Regions from separate parts of the Sus scrofa genome. Here region 2 is linked to region 1. Evidence: chromatin contacts called from public HiChIP or PLAC-seq data. All regions are on one chromosome and are shown on one strand. Each heading gives the region's core, a stretch centred on a gene start, on an enhancer-like site or on the middle of the called end of the contact. The rest is flanking DNA. Distances are from core to core; before and after follow the strand shown.

Region 1 (2,700 bases), core at 36-2,535:
GCAGGGGCAGGAGACACAGGGTTCCACGCCCACCTCGAGTTCCTCCCCATTTCTCCTGAACCGATTGATGGAAATTGCATCAGACTTGAATCACTAACAAATGTTCTGTTTCTCTCTCCCTCCCTGCTTGTCTCTGATTTTTCCTTTTTGTCTCCTTTGTTAATATCCACCCAAACCTTCCCCGTTTTTCCCACCCCCCCCCATCCTCTCCCTAAATGGTGGCTGCTGTCCCGCGGGGCATTGGCCCTTCCCCCTGTCCCGGGTGGGGCTGGCTCTCCCCCAACGGCAGTGTGGGGGTACGGTCTCCTCTGCGTGACCGTCATCTCCCTCTGCTCCCTCATGGGGGCCAGCGTGGTGCCCTTCATGAAGAAGACTTTTTACAAGAGGCTGCTGCTCTACTTCATAGCTCTGGCGATTGGAACCCTCTACTCCAACGCCCTCTTCCAGCTCATCCCTGAGGTATGGCGAGCCAGGGCCCTCACACAGGAGCACGCCGTCTCCTGGGGGGAGGTCCTCCCTTCCTGGAAAGCGAGGCTAAGGCATAGGCACGAGCTGGGAGAGGCAGCAGAGAGTGGGTTTGAGAGCAGGTTCACCTCCCAGCTCCACCAGCCATAAGTTCTCTGACCTTGGGCAAGTCGCCTAAATTCTCTCTGCTTGAGGTCCAGCCCTCACACGCAAAATGGGACAGATGATGTCCTGAGGGTTCCGTGGGTCAATGTTGGTAACAAGATGGGTACCTAGTAAACGCTTACTGTTGGGTGAAGAGAGGTCGTGTAGTTAGATCGTGGTTTGGCTCCCAGTTCTGGGCTTTTGGCACACCAAAAAACGCCACATCAGCAGAGCCCATAGGTCTCAATTAAAAAGATCCCTTCTTCTCAGGCCAGCCTCACACATTGACAGCACCTTTGCCCTGTCTCCTGGGCTCACCAGGAAGCCCTCCCTAAGGGTGGGGGCGGAGCAGTGCTCACAAGGTTTGGCAGGGCTTTGGAGGAGTTTCCGACCCTCGCTGTGGGTGGCCTGACTACCTGTGGGTGGGCCCAGACTAGTGGGAGGTGAAGCAGAAAGATGGCGCCCAGCACTCCTTAGAGCAGTTTGTTTTCCAAGATATGGTTTTGGGTTTTGAGTTGATCCTTAGATCAACTCTGTGATGTCTAGAAAAAAGGAATGTTTTACCCATTTAATGGATGCAGAATCCAACCTGCACAGGAGCTCATATCCCAGGGCTTTGCGTGGAGAACTGATGGTTGCCTCTTCCTGCTCCACTTTTCCCTAGCATGATTTGACTTGCAGGGAAAGCCAGCCTGAATGTGTCATTTCTATTCTAGAACTTGACCTTTAATGTCTTAGAAAACTATACTCAGGGTCGAGATTGTGTTTTGTCCTTTTAAAATAGAAAAGAAAAACACAGAGCAGCCTAGAGTTCCTGGCACTGGTGGTCACTTTTATCTGTGACCCGTTCATGAGAGCACCGGTGGTCATTCAAGAGGCCCATTTCCTGTCAGGAAGCTGAGGAGCAGATCACCAGACACTCTCTCAAGGCACCCCCTCCCCCATGAGTCAGGAGCATAACTGAGAATGGAGTTCTCCTGATTTCCACTCCTGTTGCTTTCCAATTTCTTTTTTTTTTTTTTCCCTCCCTAATAAGTGAAGTTCCCAGAGCTCAAAACAAAACCCCCCAAATTGACACATGCAGGAACACTGTCTGCTTTCTCGGCTTTGTGGTCACTGGGAGGTCTGCGGTCAGGAAGATGCTGCAATTGTACTGTTTAACTGGGGAAAGGATTTCCCATTTTAGATGGTGTAATTACACCATCTCCCTCTGTGTTTACAGGCAGATCAGCCAGGGATACTAGATAACGATGGAAATAAGCACACGTGTCTTCTCCTTAAAGATGGGATCTGCCGGCCAAGTCTGCCCTTGTAGCAAAACAAAGCACCAGGAAAAATGAAGACAGAGTCCTTGTTAAAAGTAGAAAACCAAATCCGGGACTGTTCTTCCTGAGAGTAAAATTCCAAAGACAGCTGTCTATCTGCATCAGAAAGTGAGCTAGAGAGAACCAAGCAGGACTGGTGATGTGACATTAGGGAACCATCAGGAGTTAGATTATGCTGGAAAGCGATTGGGCAGAGTGGTCCCAACCTCTTCCTCTCCTAGATCCAAGGAAGTGGTTAAAGAGATGAGAAGGGACCAGTGAAGGTTTTCTATATTCTTAAATTCATTTTGTTTTCCCGGGTCCACAGGCTTTTGGTTTCAACCCAACGGAACGTGATTATGTCTCCAAGTCTGCAGTGGTGTTCGGGGGCTTTTATCTTTTCTTTTTCACAGAGAAGATCTTGAAGATGCTTCTTAAGCAGAAAAATGAGGTGAGCATCCACATCAGACACGTCGATGTATCTTGGTGGTGGTGTTACCTCAATACCACTCCAGTGAGCCTGCCTGGATTCACACCCCCAGGTTATTTCCTGAGGAGATACTCCACTTCACCTCAGGAGGGGATTAGCAGGGGCTGAGGGCGAACCAGAAACTAGATCTGGCCTTTGTGCCTTTTACGAGGCAGTATACCGCTTTTGTGTTAGTATAGGTTATTCCCTTCATAGAATTTTATACCTTTCATAGATGGGGGTTCACTGGGTAACTGGGTATGATATATGACCACAAAGAAATAGGACTGATTCTTTTTTTTCTTCTTCTTCTTTTCT
Region 2 (2,700 bases), core at 97-2,596, 160 kb after region 1:
ACAGTGAGCTAAGAATCCCTCCTGCAGCAGCTCAGGTTGATACCGAGGTGTGGGTTTGATCCCTGCAGGGCGCAGTGAGTTAAAGGATATAGCATTGCCACAGGTGAGGCTCAGATTCAATCCCTGGCCTGGCAATGTCCACATGCTGCAGGCGTGGCCATTAAAAAAGAAAGAGGAGAGAAAAGAAGAAAGGAAGAAGAGAGGGAGGAAGGAAAGAAGAAAATCCTGCAGATGAACCTGCAGATTTTTCTAGAGCTATCCAAGTCTGAGCACAAAGGGGCAAAACTGAGTACCTGCCGCAAATTGGTGAGGTGGGAATGAGTGGCGAGGAAAGGGAAATTAATCCATTCATTCAAACAATATCCTTTCAACGAAATTTAATTGAATGCCTGCTGTGGGCCAGGCCCTGTGCTAGGCTCTAGCAATGGAGCAATGAACCAGACTAGAACCCACCCTGCCCTCCAAGGAAGCACAGCACAGATTTACACCAGGGATGGGAGGGGTGGAGGGGATGGGAAGCAATGCATACAGCAAGAGGGAAAGCTATGCATCATGCCCAGTTTACACAAGGGAAACTGAGGCCCAGAGGGGCTGAGGAACTTGCCTGGGGTCACACAGCCAGGAAGAGGCAGAGCTGGTGTTTGAGGCTAGGTCTGTGTTCTCCCAGGCAGTGCCTGCCCTAACTGCAGCTTCCTGCTCCCTTGGGGGCTTCCAGTCTAGTTGGGGAGGCAGAACAGGTGAATCAGGCAAAGAGGCCTCACCCGGAGGCCCGGGACTTGTTAGTGGGAGAGTGGCTTACACACAGGGAGGACAGAGGCTGTTGGAGGCGAGGGACAGGGGAGGTAACCGTGCTGGAGACGGGCAGGTCTGGGAGTCCAGAGATGAGACGGCATAGGTAGGCGAGAGAGGTGGTGAGGGCACTCCTTTGCAGAGGGAACCCGGAGGGAATGACTCACACCTGAGGCAGGCAAGTTACAGCTGTGCCCACAGGTGTGCTCCCCTGGAAACAGGCCAGCCTGGCGGAGGGTAAAGTCGAGGAGACCAGTGGGAGATGCGAGAGCGGCTCTGGTGGGCCCCCAGGTCCCCAGGGTGAGGGTTGCCAGGTTTGGCTCTGGGGAAAACCATTTGCCAGATGGTTCTGAGCTGGGGCCTGGGGCCTCTCCTTGGCAAGTTCTCCCCTGATCCCTAGAGTAGGGGTTCCAGGTGGTTGGCAGAGGGCTAGGCACTCGGGACGAGGGCCGGTGGTCGTTGTTGGGAGTGGCTGGCTCCGGGCAGGGCGGCAGAAAGGGTGAGTGGAAGGCAGCCAGGAACGGAAAAGGCCTCAGCCCACAAGAGTGAGGGAGGTCCCGGAGGGCGCCGTGTCACCTCTCTCCCGAGTCTCCATCTCCTCCTGGGCCTGGCTGGTCGACCTGAGTGGAGCAAGCTCGCGGCGCATCTCAAGCAGGGAAGCTCTGCGCAGCCAGAAGAACCGCAGCAGTCCGCGGCTGCCGCCCAGCGAGCGCGCCGGCCGGGCATGAAGGCGGAGGGGCGGCCCCTAGTTTGGGATTTGTGGGTGTCGGGGCTGCATCCGCGCCAGCGTCGGAGCCTGGAGTGGGCGGGGGAGTCGCGCAGACCGCAGACAGACCCGGCCGGCCCGTCCCCTCCCCCGCCCGGCCCCAGGCTGGGGGTAGAGGAGCTTAGGGCCCCTTAGGAGAAGGGGTGGGCGCGGGCGACCTGGGCGAGCTTCGGGGGCGGCAGCCTCAGCTGTCGGCGAAGTGTGGCCCGGCGCCCGTCTCCAGAACTCCTCCCTGCCCTCGGGAAGGTGGGGACACCCCGCAGCCTCTAGGGGGCTCTCGGGAGAGTATCCCCGGGCCTCGAGCCGGCGCCGGCCAGGTGGCAGTGGAGGGGCTGGGCTGCGCGGAGGAGGCGGCCTCCCCGGCCAGGGGCGGCGGCAAGGGCGGCCCCGGGATCACATGGGCGGAGGCAGGTCCCGGAGCCCCGAGCGGGCTCTCCCCAGAGTCGGACAGACCGCGGCGGCGGCGTCTCCTCGCCTCGCTCCTAGCCTTCCTTTCGCTCCCGGGCCTGGCCGCCCAGCCCGACAGGTGAGCGGGAGCCCGGGGAGCGCGCCCACCTGCGCGCCGTCCGCACCGCCGGAGACCTGCCGGGTCCGGCGCCCTCGCTGCCCTGCGCTCCCGCGGCTCGCTCGGCGCCGGGACTTCGCGAACGGCCGCTCCCCGCAGCCTCGTCTGCGGTGGGCGCCTCCCGCGAGCTGGGCTTTCTCGTCCCGGGCGCTCCTCCTCCAGCCCCTCAGCCCACGGGTGCTTTAGCTTCGGAGCTTAGAAGGCGCCAGAACTGGGCGAGCCGGGCCGACGAGCCGGGCACCTCCCGGCGGCCCCCGGCGCGGAGTCCACTGACCGGCTCAAAGGTCTGGGAATCCAAGGCATCTGCGAGCTGCCAGCGCCGACCTGGGGCCCGAGGGAGGGACAGAGACTGGGCCTGGTCAAAAGGTGAAGCCTGCCCTGCGCCCCCTCCCCAGGCCCCGAGACGCGGGCCGTGGTCCCCGAGTGCTTGAGAAATTTGGGCAGCACTTGTAGTCTGCAGGCCTCCCCAGGGGCAGCCCCAGGGTGGGTGCTGGGCAGGGTGGTGGCCCAGCTTGGCACTGCAGCTTCCTGCCTGGGTTGGCTCCTGACTCCAGAGCTCGAGGCTCAGGAAATCCTACGA

The links. HiChIP or PLAC-seq counts read pairs in DNA pulled down with a chosen protein or histone mark.
Region 2: an H3K27ac HiChIP or PLAC-seq map of alveolar macrophages shows a contact between it and region 1. The contact joins the promoter of PDLIM2 here to the enhancer-like site in region 1. A contact is called at or near these places in 1 of 5 promoter capture datasets (liver), 5 of 47 Hi-C or Micro-C datasets (embryonic fibroblasts, fibroblasts, heart right ventricle and 1 more) and 1 of 2 datasets of contacts at active chromatin or transcription factors (alveolar macrophages).

Annotation. Positions count from the first base shown.
Region 1 is chr14:6,676,851-6,679,550 of Sscrofa11.1, forward strand. SLC39A14 (zinc transporter ZIP14) reads left to right here. Exons shown (of 9, transcript XM_005657235.3): 5 at 2,242-2,364. Among named protein-coding and RNA genes, the nearest start is that of PPP3CC, 34 kb to the right of the region's middle. Within about 2 kb of position 1,286, at least 8 of the 83 cell types and tissues checked have an H3K27ac peak or open chromatin away from gene starts, as enhancers often do. A contact at or near this core is called in alveolar macrophages and skeletal muscle, where this site is marked.
Region 2 is chr14:6,832,770-6,835,469 of Sscrofa11.1, forward strand. It overlaps PDLIM2 (PDZ and LIM domain protein 2), which reads left to right and starts at 1,347. Exons shown (of 10, transcript XM_005670413.3): 1 at 1,347-2,081.